Regions from separate parts of the Sus scrofa genome. Here all the other regions are linked to region 1. A link is a contact called in public promoter capture Hi-C data. All regions are on one chromosome and are shown on one strand. The core of a region is the stretch at or near the end of the contact, and the rest is flanking DNA. Distances in the headings are between cores, read along the strand shown.

Region 1 (4,918 bases), core at 665-3,164:
ACGGATATTCCCGTGACCGCCGGGTTCTGAGACGCTTCACGCAGCGTGCGCCTCCGCCCTGACGTCACCACGCCCATCCAGTGCGCGCCAACTAGTCCCTTCAGGCCAGGTGTCCTCCCGCGGCTCCTCTGTCCGCCCAGAGTGGCCCCCACCGGGAGGGAGTCTAGGGTGACTTCTCCGCTGAGACCCCAGAGTGGTCGAGGGAACTGTCAATTTGGATAAACCAGGTCTAAACCGCCTGTTTGTAGTATTTTAACCACAAGAATAATAAGGGGGCTTTACGAGATAGCCAAGTTAGAGTTCTCAAGGTTTACTACTATAATAACCCTGGCGCTAATTTGATAATTTGTCTAGAACGTGGATCTCTTTGCTCCCGTCTCTACCTCATCTAACTTTTCGCGTTTGGATGACTCGGGTTCAGCGAGTAGAAAGGGAAGCATCAGGACGAACGACCTTCGCCGGCATTGGCTGGTGGAAATGGTTACTCTGATGTCCTGTATGGACGAACTTGTAATTTAAAGTGACCCACAAGGAATCTGGAAAGGGCTGCTTTACAGTATTTTTGGGAAACAGGCTTGTGAACTACATCGGTTCAAAAAAAAAAAAAAAAAAAAAGCTGTCAGATGAGCATGTGGTTCCCAGAGGTATCTAAGTATGGCGAGGGATTCGTATTGACTGGGAGAGAGACTGCTTTAGCAGCTTCGCTTGCGAAACTCGGGCCTGAGCTAGTGACAAGCCACAGCTTTCACTAATCTGGAAAATCCCTAATTTCCAAAAATAGTTTTAGGTCGAGACTTTACAGAGGTAATTTGATTATGCCCGGCAGTCTATGTATTCATGGAGGTTACTGCAATTAGGTAGTATGGGAGAAATCAATCTCTTTATATGTATTTTTCCCTCTCTGATATTAGCAATTCTCCAAATTTCCTCAAATTTGAAATAAAAACAATGATACTGATCCAAACTACCACAGGCTAGAGTGGGAGGAAAAAAGAGTAGATCTTGTTTAAAAAAAAAAAAAAGATTCTGTAAACTGAATCATTTTGCTGTACAGAAAAAATTAACACAAGGTAAATTCAGTTAAAAGAGAGTAGATCTTTGTTTACTCCTTCTGTGTCTAGACCTTGGAGACATTGTCCAGGAATGAGAAGCCCCATCATCTTTCTATCACATAGTTCAATTTTAAGGTTTAATTATGAGAAATGAATTAAAACTTGGATCCATAGAGCAAAAGGAATTTGAGTACACTGCAATATTTGTTAGTGATGTCTCTAAAGCAAAACATATTCAAAAACTCATTTTAAAAAAAGAATTCAATCCACCTTACTTTGTAAAGATTTACATCAGTATTTCTGAACCCTAGCTGCACATAAGTATCTTCAGAGGAGTTTAGGGCTGCACCCGAGGTATATGTAAGTTCCCAGGCTAGAGACGGAATTGGATCTACACCATAGCCACAGCAATGCCAGGTCTGAGCCGCATGTGCAGCCTATCCCACAGCTCACAGCAACACCAGATCCCTGACCCACTAATTGAAGCCAGGGATCAAACCCGCATCCTCATGGATACTAGTCGGATTCCCTTCTTTTGAGCCATGATGGGAACCCCCAGAGAAGTTTTTAAAACATACTGATTATGCTTGAGCCTGAATTGTAGGGGTTGATGTAATGGATCTGGGGTTGACCCAGCCAGTGGTTATTGGAATGTTCAGCCAGGATTGAGAAACAGAGCTCCAAGAGAGTGTAATTCTGGTGCTAGCTGAAATACTTGACCTCGTTGCACGTTACCTTCACCTGTCTGACTAAGCTGCTTCCAGGGAAGTTTCCCTCTCCAATATTCAGGAGGGATTATAACAGGAGTTCCCATAGTGGCATAGTGGAAACAAATCTGACTAGGAACCATGAGGTTGCAGGTTTGATCCCTGCCCTCGCTCAGTGGGTTAAGGATCTGGCATTGTCGTGAGCTGTGGTGTAGTTCGCACATGCAGCTTGGATCTGGGGTTGCTGTGGCTGTGGTGTAGGCTGGTGGCTACAGCTCCCAATTCAACCCCTAGCCTGGGAACCTCCATATGTGGCCCCAAAAAGACTAAAATAAAATAAAATGCTGTAACAGACTTTGAAAGCTCTTCTTATTTATTTTTGGCTGCACCATGGCATATGGAAGTTTCTGGGCTGGGGATTGAATCTGAACCACAGCTGCCACCTATGACACAGCTGCAATGTCAGATCCTTAACCTGCTGAGCCACAGTGGGAACTTCAATACAATTCATTTTTAAGACTTTTTTTTTGGCTGCACCCACAGTATGCAGAAGTTCCCGGGCCAGGGATCAAGCCCAGGCCACAGTAGTGACCTGAGCCGCAACAGTGACAATGTTGGATCCTTAACCCGCTGAGCCACCAGGCAACTCCAAGACTCTTTCTTTTCTTTTCTTTTTTCTTTTTTTAGGGCAGAACCTGTGGTATATGGAGGTTCCCAGGCTAGGGGTTGAATCAGAGCTACAACTGCTGGCCACAGCCACAGCCACAGCAAGATCAGATACGAGCCATGTCTGTGACCTACACCATAGATGACAGCAATGCTGGATCCTTAACCCACTAAGCAAGGCCAGGGTTTGAACCTGCAATCTCATGGGTCCTAGTTGGATTTGTTTCCGCTGCGCCACAACAGGAACTCCCAAGACTATTTCTTAATGGAACATTTTTCTAATATTTAGAGTCTCCCACCATGCCTCACCAAAAAACTGTCTTGGTGATGTCTTGATATATTTTATAATATATTTTTTTAATCTCTAGGTCCTTGATTAATTGAAGAAAGTTAACAAGAATTGAAGTGAGAAGTTCTGGGAGAAGGAGGAGTACTTGCTCTACTCTTGATATCTTTTCCCTATAGACCACTGTTTCCCACCTCCTGTGTTTGGCAATCATTTCCAGAAGCACAGAACCACTGAGACTATTCTACAACTTTCTGTCTGTACCCCAGATTATATCCAATAGATATGATTATATTCACTGTTCTTCTTTTCAGCCTCAACAAAAGTGGTAGAGGAGATGGGCCAACATTTTATACGCTTAGCATTAACGCATCAAACTATGACGGTGTTTTAAATTTTGACTTCTTGGGCATTCCCATTGGCTCATTAAGAACCCAAGATAGTATCCAGAGGATGCAGGTTTGGTCCCTGGCCCTGCTCAGTGTATTAAGGATCTGGCACTACTGCAAGCTGTGGTGTAGGTATAGACCATGGATCCAGTGTGGCTGTGGCTGTGGTATAGACCAGCAGCTGTCCAATTCAACCCCTAGCCCCAGAACTTCCATATGCCACAGGTGTGGCCCTAAAGAGAAAAAAAATTAATTTTAACTTGTTTAAAAAAAAAATTCATGACAGGTATTCCCACTGTGGCTCAATGGGATTGATGGCATCTCTGCAGCACCAGCATGAGGGTTTGATCCCTGGTCTGGCATAGTGAGTGGGTTAAAGGATCCAGTGTTGCCACAGCTGTGGTATAGAAAGGACTGGGATGTAAAAAAAAATTTTTTTACTCTTCTTTTAATAGTCAAGTTCCAAGAAAATCATGGTTATTTCTGAGTTATATTGAAAAAAAATTTGTTTTTCCATGTACCTACTTCCAAAGTATCAACATTAAAATGTGGAAAGATGGAGTTCCCATTGTGGCTCAGTGGGTTAAGGATCTGGTCTTGCTGCAAGCTGGGGCATACATTGCAGATGCTGCTCAGATCTGGTGTTGCTGTGGCATAGGCCTCAGCTGCAGCTCTGATTCGATTCCTGGCCTGGTAACTTCCATATGCCACAGGTGTGTTCATAAAAAGAAAAACAAACAAAAAAAGTCAAAAGACTAACAACTATTGAGTTATAAGGGACCTAGAATTGGAAAGGGTAAAGCATATGTTTTAATTGTATAAAAGCTTTAGTAGCAATGAGTTAGGCAAGTGAGACTGTTCTATTAGGAAAGTAAATGATTGAGTTGTCACTCAAAGAAAAAAAGGAATGATAAATCTGTAATACATATTGTATATTCTTTTTCAACAGAAGTGCTGCTAGTAGACCCTGAGTGCACTCATTTCTAAAAGGAAATTAATGATAACTGAAGTTGCATTTTTACTTATTAAGACCTGCAGACTTTGGATGATGGATGATTGAAGAGACAAATGCAATTATCTGTGGCCTCCCTGGGGCCACTATTCCTGATTTTTAAATTAGTTTTCATTTCATTAGTCTATGCAGACTCTCAAGGAGGCATACTTCTCATTATTATTTAAACTTTCAAGTTCTTTAATCCTAAAATTACAATTGGTAAAAATTTCATTGATTTCTTCAGCAACTAGTTAACCATAAGTAGACTGAGTTTCATTGCACAACACTAATTTAGACTAAGGGCAAATGAAATGTTAAGTCTCCACCTAGAAGGAAGTACCCTCTTAAAAAAGGATGGATTTCCCACCATGGCTTAGCAGTAATGAAGCTGACTAGTATCCATGAGGACACAGTTTCGATCCCTGGCCCTGCTCAGCGGGTTAAGGATTCAGCACGGCCTCAAGCTGTAGCGTAGTTTGAAGACTTGGCTCAGATCTCATGTGGCTGTGGCTGTGGCATAGGCTGGCAGCTGCAGCTCTTATTTGACCCTTAGTCTGGGAATTTCCATATGCCACACATGTTTACCTAAAAAGCAAAACAAAAAACAAAGCAAAAAGGAAAGGGTTCACACAAAGACAAATGTTAAGGTGACCAGTAAGTGCAAAGAACAGTCAGAGAAGGGATAAGTCATTGTGGTTAATGGTCATCAGGGAGAACTTATAAGCTTAAGAAGTTGCTAGTAAAGTTTCTGTTTAGAGCAGAAATATGACAACACTACCTCGACCTACATCACAGCTCACGGCAACGCCGGATCCTTAACCCAC
Region 2 (4,918 bases), core at 622-3,121, 340 kb before region 1:
GTTAGGTGCATTTATACAACAAGTAGTTATCAAGTGCCTATAATGTGCCAGACACTGTTTTGTGTATTTGATTTTAAGACAACCAAAAATGTACACATGCATCTTGGTCTAAAGATGTCAGTTACTTGTTTTCTATACCTTCTTACCTGTATTTGATTCCTCTAGATGGTACATAATGTAACTTGTTGGATTGTTTAGTGATCGGGCAGAATATCTATTTAGTCAGCTTGCATAATCATTCTATACATAATTATGTTAAATAAATTATATAGCTTATAATAATAATAGGAGTACTTCACATTAGAACCATTATTTCATTACTTATTTTTCATAATGGCTTGGGAATTATACTACATTTCTTTTTTATTTTGGCCACCCTGCGGCCGTGGATCAGATCTGAGCCACAGCCGTGAACTGAGCCACAGCTGTGGCAACACTGGATCCTTAACCCACTGTGCTGAGCCAGGGGATCAAACCCATGTCCCAACACTCCCAAGCCACTGCTGATCCCATTGCGCCACAGGAGGAGCTCCTGTTACATTTTATTGGATAAAAATGGACATAGGAGGGTGGATTGGTATATAATGACAGAGCAGAGAGTCTTTAAAAGGCTTTTTTTTTTTTTTCCTTATTCTTCTGTTTACTTTTTGTGTTAGTTTTTATGCTGGCTCTTTTTCTAGGAATCCCCTGCTGCATTTCCTTTTTTTCCGTGTATAGTCAAGAAAGGTTTGAGTAGAAATCAGGGAAGAGAAGGTGAGGGGAGCCTTTCCTATTCATTTCTTTCTGTAATTTTCTGTATGATATAGAAGGGGGATGGTTGATGAATTGCATAAAAGGTAAGTGATAAAGGAAATGAAAATGGCTGTAGTATTAATGGCAAAATAGGTAGCAGTAGAAAGAGTTACAAGAAAAAAATAAATGTGGGGAGATGGCCACTGAAGGGAAAATGTGGAGAAGCATGCTGATGACAATAAGCCCTAGTTATCTAATCAGGCAATCACCCATTGCCTGATTAGAAAGCAAAAGATTGTTAAATCATCTCCCTCTGGTCTCATCTTCTTAGGGAATCTTAGGAAAGAAAGAATAAGATAATCTTTTGACTACCGCTCCCAGATCTTTTTGCTTTTTCTTGCAATTTCTGACTGAGCATAAAACATGTTTCAGACTTCCATCTCCTCAAGTGGCAGAAAATGTAAAACAGGCCCGTGGGCTAGATGGCAAGACTGCATCTTCCCCTCTGCTGCTAGACTCTACAGTTTACTTACGTTATGTTCTTAGGTCGTATCTCTAAATCTGCTCTCTAGACTGAGCTGTCTCCTACCAACCTATCTCTCTGACCTCCGATAAGCAGCAGCTTTGTTTGTTTAAATTTTCATCCAGCATTCTGAAAGCAGAATGCACTTGTAATGATAGTACAGTTCTGTGTTTAGGATTTGATTGCCACAACTTAAAACTAAAACAACACTTACAGATCAGTAAAGTAATAGTTCTATATCTCTTTCCCTCCTAAATGCCCACCAATTTTATGGACATGTGGACTCCTCCTTTTAGTAAAAAAGCAATGATTAATTTTCTTTTTTGCTGTTTTTTGCTAGAGAACATACACAGAAGTCAGAATAACCTCAACAAATCAGTGGAAAAGTCTGTTATTTTGCAAAAGTAAAACTGATCTCTTGTTTTTTTAAATGGTGACAAAATGAGCACTTGTAATAGGGTTTTAGCTTCAGGAGATATTTATTACCACAGGACACAAAGTAAAATAAAGAGACCAGAGTTGTTTATTTTACAAAACAGAAGTGGCAGTGCAAGGGCTGGAGAGCACACTGTTCTTTCTGGGATAACAATCCCTTTCCCTACCAGTAACAGCTCATTTTGTCCTGTTTCAGTAAAGTAATTTTAGTACTTTGGAACTTTGAAATTTATTCAGAATAACAGTTTTATATTTCCAAGCACAAATTGTCAGTGCCAGAAAAAATAAACTTAATTTTCCAGGTCATTTTGGGCCAGTGTGGCTAGGGTCAAATTTTGTGTTAAAGTAGAGAAAAAAGAAAAAGAAAAATCGTCATAGAAACGTTAGCGCTAGTATCCTGGGAAAGAAGTGGTATATGTATGTGTGTATGGGTATGTGTGTTGTGTTTTTAAGTAATTGTAATTTTTAAAGTAATAACAAAAGAGATGGGAAACTAAAATTTTTGGGGGGACTCATCACTTAATATTGTGATCCACGATAGTACTTCACTAGGGAAAACAGGTTTTTTTTTTCAGTTATTATGAATATTAAAAAATATGCATTTGTTGTTTTGTAGTCCAGAATACTTTTGCAGGCGGGTCATAGAGTTTACTAAGGTGAGGTTTTCTGGAAAAATAGGTGTTGGGGGAAATATACTTTGGAAGCATACTTAGATAAACCTAGGTGTGTCATGTATAGTTTAGGTATGAAGCCAACATTTTCAAAAATTGCTCAATAAAATTTCTTTATGGATTTCTCTGGTATTTTAGCCCCAGGTTTATTTATTTTTATATTTTATTATTTTTAAATCAAACTTTTTATTTTATTCATATGCAGTTTGTGAGAAGTGATACCAAGAAATCTCATGTACCCTTTCCCCTGCTTTCCCCAGTGGTAACATCTGGTGAAACTATACTGCAATATCACAACCAGCATATGAACACTGATACAGTTAAAATGGTTCTGTCACAACAAAGACTCCTCCTGTTGCCCTTATATAAATAGCTACATTCACCTTAACTCCTCCTTTCACACACCTCCACTCCACTCTGCCCCCCAATTCATGTCCCTGGCAACCATTAATCTGGTCTCCAATAATTTTGTCATTTCAAGAATGTTATAAAAATGGAATCATGCGATATACAGTGTTTGGTATTTTTTTTTCCATTCAGTGTAATTCTCTGTAGCTTTGTTCAGGTTGTGTCATGTATCTGCACTTTTTTTCCCCTTTTTTATTGCTGAGTATCATTCTGTGGTATGAATGTGCTACAGTTTGCTTTACCTGTTGAAGAACATCTGAATTTTTTCTAGTTTGGGGGTATTATGTATAAAGCTCCTACAAATATTAGTGTATAGGTTTTTATGTCAACATGTTTTTATTTTCCTGGAATAAATGCCTGAGTACAATTGCTAGGTTGTTTGGTAGATGCATGTTTAGTTTTCTAAAACACTGACAAACCTTTCCAGAGGGCTATAGCATTTTACATCCTCACCAGCAGTGTACGAGTGATCCAGTTTCTCTGTATTTTCAGCATTTGATCTTGTCATTAGATTTTATTTATTTCTGTTTTTTTTATTACTCAAATGAATTTATCACATCTGTAGTTGTATAATGATCATAACAATCCAATTTCACAGGATTTCCATCCCACAACCCAAGCACATCCCCCCACCCCCCAAACTGTCTCCTCCAGAGACCATAAGTTTTTCAATGCCTGTGAGTCAGCATCTGTTCTGAAAAGAAGTTCAGTCTGTCCTTTTTTCAGATTCCACATGTCAGTGAAAGCATTTGATGTTGGTGTCTCAATGTCTGACTGACTTAACTTAGCATGATAATTTCTAGGTCCATCCATGTTGCTAAAAATGCCAGTATTTCGTTCTTTTAATGGCTGAGTAATATTCCATTGTGTATATGTACCACCTCTTCTTGATCCATGCCTCTGTTGATGGACATTTAGGTTGTTTCCATGTCTTGGCTATTGCAAATAGTGCTGCAATGAATATTGGAGTATATGTGTCTTTGTGAGTCGGTGTTTTCTCTGGATAGATGCCCAGGAGTGGGATTGCTGGATCAAATGGTAGTTCTATTCTAGGGAATCTCCGTCCTGCTTTCCACAGTGGTTGCACCAATTTACAATCCCACCAACAGTGTACTAGGGTTCCTTTTTCTCTACATCCTCCCCAGCACTTATTGTTGGTAGACTTTTTGATGCTGACCATTCTGGCTGGTGTAAGGTGGTACCTCATAGTGGTTTTGATTTGCATTTCTCTAATAATGAGTGATGTTGAACATCTTTTCATGTGTTTTTTGGCCATCCATATGTCTTCTTTGGGTAACTCTCTGTTTAGATCTTCTGCCCATTTTTTGATGGGGTTTGTTTTTTTGGTATGGAGCTGCAGAAGTTGTTTATAAATTTTGGAGATTAATCCCTTGTCAGTTGAATCACTTGCAAAGATTTTCTCCTATTCTGTGGGTTGTCTTTTCGTGTTGTTTAGGGTTTCCTTTGCTGTGCAGAAACTTTTAAGTTTAATGAAGTCCCATTTGTTTATTTTTATTTTTACTGTCAGTACTCTAAGAGGTGGATCTGAGAAGATGTTGCTGTTGTTTATGTCAGAGAGTGTTTGGCCTGTGTTTTCCTCTAAGAGTTTTATAGTGTCTAGTCGTATATCTAGGTCTTTAATCCATTTTGAGTTTATTTTTGTGTATGGTGTTAGGGAGTGTTCTAATTTCATTCTTTTCCATGTGGCTGTGCCATTAGATTTTAAAACCTTTTTTTATTGACATATAGCAACTGATGTACAAAATTATGTTTCAGGTGTACAGCATAGTGTTTTACAATTTTTAAAGGTTATACTTCATTTATAATTATTAAACAATATTGGCTAAATTCCTTGTGCTGTAAGATATAGTCTCGTAGCTTATTTACTTTATACACAGTAGTTTGTACCTCTTAATCTCCTATCCCTGTCTTCTCCACTGGTAACTACTAGCTTGTTCTCTTTATCTGTGAGTCTGTTTTCTTTTTAGTATATTCACTAGTTGATTTTGTTTCTTAGATTCCACATATAAGTGATATCATACATATTTGTCTTTGACTTATTTCACTTAGTATAATACCCTCTAAGTACATCTGTGTTGTTGAAAATGGCAAAATTTCATTCTTTTTTTTTTTGTCTTTTTGCCTTTTC
Region 3 (4,918 bases), core at 1,483-3,982, 270 kb after region 1:
TGCAGTTTTCTTTTCTTGTTCTGTCCTTGTCTCTCTTTTATCATCTAACCAGACATATAAAAAGAATTTAGTGTATTCCTGCATGCTCTATTCTCAGAGGTAGTTTATATAAAAAGGAGATTATGTGTTCCTTGTTTGGTAGAACTTGCTTATCAAACCCTCTGGGCAGTGTTCTATATATTTCATTACATCAAAATTTAAATTATGTAGTTTAAATTTCTGTATCCTTTCAGTTTTTTTGGCATTCAAATGATCAGTTATGACATAAGTGGACTTATCAGCTATGAGAAGTATGTTAAAATTTCCCTTTATGATTTTGGGTTGTCAATTTCTCCTTATAAGTCTGTTAATTTTTGGCATATATTTTTTAACTATAACTAGATAGTTCTAAGATATCTCCCTATATAAAGTGTTTCTTTCATCATAATTTAATTAGTCTCTCTTGCCTAAAAGTCTATTTTTGACTGGTATCAACATGGCTACGTTAGATTTTTTCACTAGCCCTTGTTTGGTACATCTCTCACCACTTTTAAATTTTTTTGTTTTCCAGATTTCTAGATTCTTGTTTTATGTGTGACTCTTATAAGTGACATATAGCTAGACTTAAAAAATATTCCTGACAACCTCTGCCTCTTAACTGGAAAGTTTGTTTCATTAATATTTATAGTGGTTACTGGCATCTTTGTGTTTATTTTTACATTATGTTGTTCTTTTTGTTTATCTTGCTTCATCTATGATTTTCTTCCCTTCTTCATTACCTCTTATCGAATAGATCAAAAATTTTTTTAAATTCACTCTATTTCTTCTATTTGGACATTTTATTTCCTTTTGGTTGTAATGGCTATCCTTTAAAAGATAAAAATTCTTGAACAAAGAAAAATTATTTTGCCAACCTGAACAATGAAAGGATTTTGAGAATGTTTTTCTCAGATCTAAGTTTCTAGACATTCTCTTCAGCTTTGCCTGATTTGTCATTTAATCAATTTCTTGAGTTTTCTTAAAATTTCAATTAACTTTGTTTTTAATTCTAGAAGTTATGTTGGTTTTTTTTTTTTTTAAATAGGCCTAGACTTTTTTTTTTTTTTTTTGGACAGTATCTTTTTCTTTTTTCATGTTTCCAATTCCTTCTTGTAGATCTTAAGTCCTTTTAAACAGTTATTTTGTAGTTTTTAGCTGATATTTTAATTACATGAAATTCTTGAGGGATTGGTATCTAAACCTTTTTGGTTTCTGCTGGTTCTTATTATGGCTTTCTCATATGTTTAAGTATTTTTTATTATGAATATATTTTTACTGTGGCAGACAGTAAACATCTGAATCTTGAACATGTATGAGGGCAGGCTCAAAGTCACAAACTCTTAGGGACCCTGTAAAGTTCAGTCAAAGAGAGACAGGCTTACCTCTCACTTTCTCGGGCTAGGGCAGAGAGTGGGGCTACAGCTACTGAAAGCCAATATGTAACTCCTCACCCTGGCCTAAGCCTTGCTCCACCATGGCCATTAATATTTGGTAATTACAGAATGGATAACCTTTCCCCCCACTTCACCTCCCATCCAGGAGGAGCTTGACATCAGCTCCTGGGCTTACTGGTCTGTTTGTGCTTCCCTCTCTTTGGCCTCTGGATATTTCCCTTTCTTTATTGGGAGCTTATTTGTACATTTGAAGTTTTTATTATTATCCTAACGTAAACACATTTCTAGGTGTTTGTTCAGGACAGTTTTCAGATTACACTGATTTCTATGTATTGGCAGAAGCAGGAATCCCTAAATTTAAAGTTTACTTTGACTCTAAGCCTCACGAAATATTAATTTCCACATAATACCAGGCTATGAAAAGAAACATACCTAAAATCAGTTATTCCTTTTCCCTAGCTCCTTCTCATTTTAGGTTTACCAGTTTTGCTGGGTTTGTCAAAAAATAAAAAATAAAAAAGGTGTTTTGGAGTTCCCTTCGTGGCTCAGCGGTAACAAATCCAACTAGTATCCATGAGGACGCAGGTTCTAACACTGGCCTCACTCAGTGGGTTAAGGATCGAGGTGTTTCAGTGGGTTGTGGTATAAGTTGCAGATGTGGCTAGATCCCGTGTTGCTGTGGCTCTGGTGTAGGCCGGCAGCTAAAGCTCAGATTCAACCCCTAGCCTGGGAACTTCGGTATGCCACAGGTGCAGCCCCAAAAAGACATTAAAAAAATGTTTATAAAAGTATAGCTGCAACTCCAGAAGTTTTTAAAGACAGTAATTCTGAATGGACTTGGCTTCTAGAGCCATACAAATCCTTACTGTGTTGGTTTATCTTGAAATCAGAAAATAACTCTCAGAGCTTAGACCTGTTAAATGTGTACAAAGAAAATGTGAAACAAAAGTTTTCTATACACAAAAGGTTGTGAAATAATGAGCGTACACAAAATGCTGAAATGATGCTCTTGTTTTCACACCTCTCTGCCTATTGAATTATTTCTCTCCCTAATCCCCTTCCCTCCCTCTCATCCTGCAGTGCTACCAATTCAAGTTACAACAGCTAATCCTCACAGGGATAGTCCTAGCCCAGTTTTCCCCCTTCTTTCCCCTCTGACCCTCCTCCAATTAATCTGATGGCAGTGTAAATCTTTGTGGTTTACTATTGTGCAACGTCTCCTTCGCCCTCCCACCCAGCCCCCTCCCCCCAAAATCAGGGGAACTCCCGTTAACGCAGTGCCACTGGCATTACTCATTCATCCCCATTCAGACTCTCCCCAGCATTTATTAAGGGCTCTCAGCTCCTGCCTCTCACTCTCACTCTCCTCTGGCTCCTTCTCTGTTCATTTGAAAGCCTCTTGCCTCACACCCTCCCGCCAGCTGTGGGAAGAACTTTTGTCTCTTCAGCAATGCGTCTCCCAGCGATTCTGTTTTGTGCTCTCTGGTCTGCAGTGTTGGCCGAGAACTCCGATGATTATGAGCTCATGTATGTGAATTTGGACAACGAAATAGACAATGGACTCCATCCCACTGAGGACCGTAAGTTCATTTAACTATTTCTCTGCTAACCTTAATTACATATCCACCTCTCTGTGTCTAAACATTATACATATATTTTGAAGTCAATGAAATAAGGAATTTTTTTTTCTTTTTTCTTTCTTTTTTTTTTTTTTTTTTTTGCAAAAGAGAGAAGCATGTTAGGAAAGGGGGAGGTTTCAAAAAGTTATTTCTGTCATAGAGATATAGTGGGTTGAGCCCTATGAAATCGCTGATATTCGACTGTTTTGAGCCCTACGAAGAGCAGTTTCAATTGAGTTCAACTTAATATATGCTTGCATGGTTTCTGTCATTCTCGAGATATTTACATGCTGCTTTTTTGGAAGTGTTCTTAAAGGGAAGGGGGGTGCTGGAGATGGGCTGTAACTTGGGATCTTAGAGGAAAATCGGTGTTTTACAAAGCACACCCGAGGAAGGCCTGGGCAGGCAGTAACGCTTATGTGTTCTGTGCTCTAGCCACGCTGTGCGACTGCAGTCCAGAGCACTCTGAGTGGGACAAGCTCTTCATCATGCTAGAGAACTCCCAGATGCGGGAGAGCATGCTTCTGCAGGCCACCGATGACATCCTCCGGGGCGAACTGCAGAGGCTGAGGGCCGAGCTGGGGCGGCTGGCAGGCAGCCTGGCGAGGCCTTGCGCACCGACAGCCCCAGCGGAGGTCCAGTTGGCCCGGGCGCTGGACGAGCTGCTGCAGGCGAGCCGCGACGCTGGCCGCAGGCTGGAGCGCCTAGAGGAAGCTGGGACTCCGCAGCTGCAGGAGGAGGCGGGGCGGACCCTGGGCGCGGTGCTCGAGGAGCTGCGGCGGACGCGGGCTGACCTCCGTGCAGTGCAGGGCTGGGCCGCGGGGCGCTGGCTGCCAGCAGGTAAGGACTGCGTGGCTTTGTTCTCAGAGCGCGCGTTGTGGGAAGCCAAGACTAGGAGAGGTATTGGTGGGAAGAAACACAAACACACACCATACTCTCCAGCACGGTCACAGTGGTCAGATACACGATACAACGCGGGAGAATTGCTTTCATAAGTACTCTCCAGTCTCGAGGAACCGAGAAAATAGCTGTGCATGTAACCATTACAGTCTTGAAATATAAGTCTAGGGCCTCTGGACTGACACCCGATCCAACCAGGCGTTGCAGGAGCTCTACTGGCCGGTTATAGCCATAACCTCTCTGGCTGTGCAGCTTCCCTCCGTTAGGGATTTCCACTTCTTCTAATTTTAGCCGGCCTCCTTCTTTAGGGGAGCTCTGGTTCCTCGCTATTTCAGGGCCCAGTCTCCTTTTTAGGGATGTTTTCCAATCCCTGGGCTAGCCCTTTCTTCCTGCCAGTTCCCAATAAGAAACTTGAAGCTGAAACTGACCTCCTGAGGGGTCCTCTCAACGCTGGGGTCTGTGAAATGAATCGAGGTCCGAGGGTGTGAGGTTTCGAATAAAGCAGGGGCTGAGGGATCCAAAGTGGGACAGTGAGATGTAGATGTAGGAGCCAATTGGTACGCTGGCGCCACCCCCAGGGATGTGGAGGATCAGGATGAAACAGGAGAGAGGCCAGTTCAAACCAGATCTGTCAAAGTCCCATGTGATATTATGTGAATTTACACACACATGTGGGCCCAAAATAATACATTTTAAAGACGGTTCAAGGAATAAAGAGAAGATACGGAGCCAAGTTAAACTCCTTTATAAGTCAAAATCTTTAAGAAATGGTGATGTAGCAATCGTTTGTGGATTACATTAGAAAATCTGCGCCCTAGGTAAGAAGATATAACTTAAACTTTCATGAGCAGAAAACAACTGCAAACAGTGCCACCCTTTATGTCCAATAAAGCAACTCCTATTGGATGGGGTAGGAGGAAGAATCAAGCATGTGTGAGAGCATGTTTCATTTAAAGTTGCAGAAACCATACCAGAATGTCATCTTTC

What was found. Promoter capture Hi-C pulls out the DNA fragments that hold promoters and counts their contacts.
Region 2: a contact with region 1 is called in a promoter capture Hi-C map of fetal liver, with 3 times the contacts expected there. The contact joins the enhancer-like site here to the promoter of CCNL1 in region 1. A contact is called at or near these places in 1 of 5 promoter capture datasets (fetal liver), 2 of 47 Hi-C or Micro-C datasets (liver and retroperitoneal adipose tissue) and 1 of 2 datasets of contacts at active chromatin or transcription factors (skeletal muscle).
Region 3: a contact with region 1 is called in a promoter capture Hi-C map of fetal liver, with 4 times the contacts expected there. The contact joins the promoter of PTX3 here to the promoter of CCNL1 in region 1. A contact is called at or near these places in 2 of 5 promoter capture datasets (fetal liver and fetal skeletal muscle), 1 of 47 Hi-C or Micro-C datasets (skeletal muscle) and 1 of 2 datasets of contacts at active chromatin or transcription factors (skeletal muscle).

The regions. Positions count from the first base shown.
Region 1 is chr13:97,002,487-97,007,404 of Sscrofa11.1, forward strand. CCNL1 (cyclin-L1) reads right to left here and starts at 1,915. Exons shown (of 11, transcript XR_001300397.2): 1 at 1-1,915. VEPH1 (ventricular zone-expressed PH domain-containing protein homolog 1) reads right to left here. Exons shown (of 26, transcript XM_021069713.1): 15 at 1-206.
Region 2 is chr13:96,658,005-96,662,922 of Sscrofa11.1, forward strand. The region is part of intron 3 of LEKR1 (leucine-, glutamate- and lysine-rich protein 1); the gene reads left to right. Among named protein-coding and RNA genes, the nearest start is that of LEKR1, 19 kb to the left of the region's middle. Within about 2 kb of position 1,872, at least 11 of the 83 cell types and tissues checked have an H3K27ac peak or open chromatin away from gene starts, as enhancers often do. A contact at or near this core is called in fetal liver, where this site is marked.
Region 3 is chr13:97,270,862-97,275,779 of Sscrofa11.1, forward strand. It overlaps PTX3 (pentraxin 3), which reads left to right and starts at 2,733. Exons shown (of 3, transcript NM_001244783.1): 1 at 2,733-2,992; 2 at 3,467-3,871. The coding sequence starts at 2,863. The region is part of intron 5 of VEPH1 (ventricular zone-expressed PH domain-containing protein homolog 1); the gene reads right to left.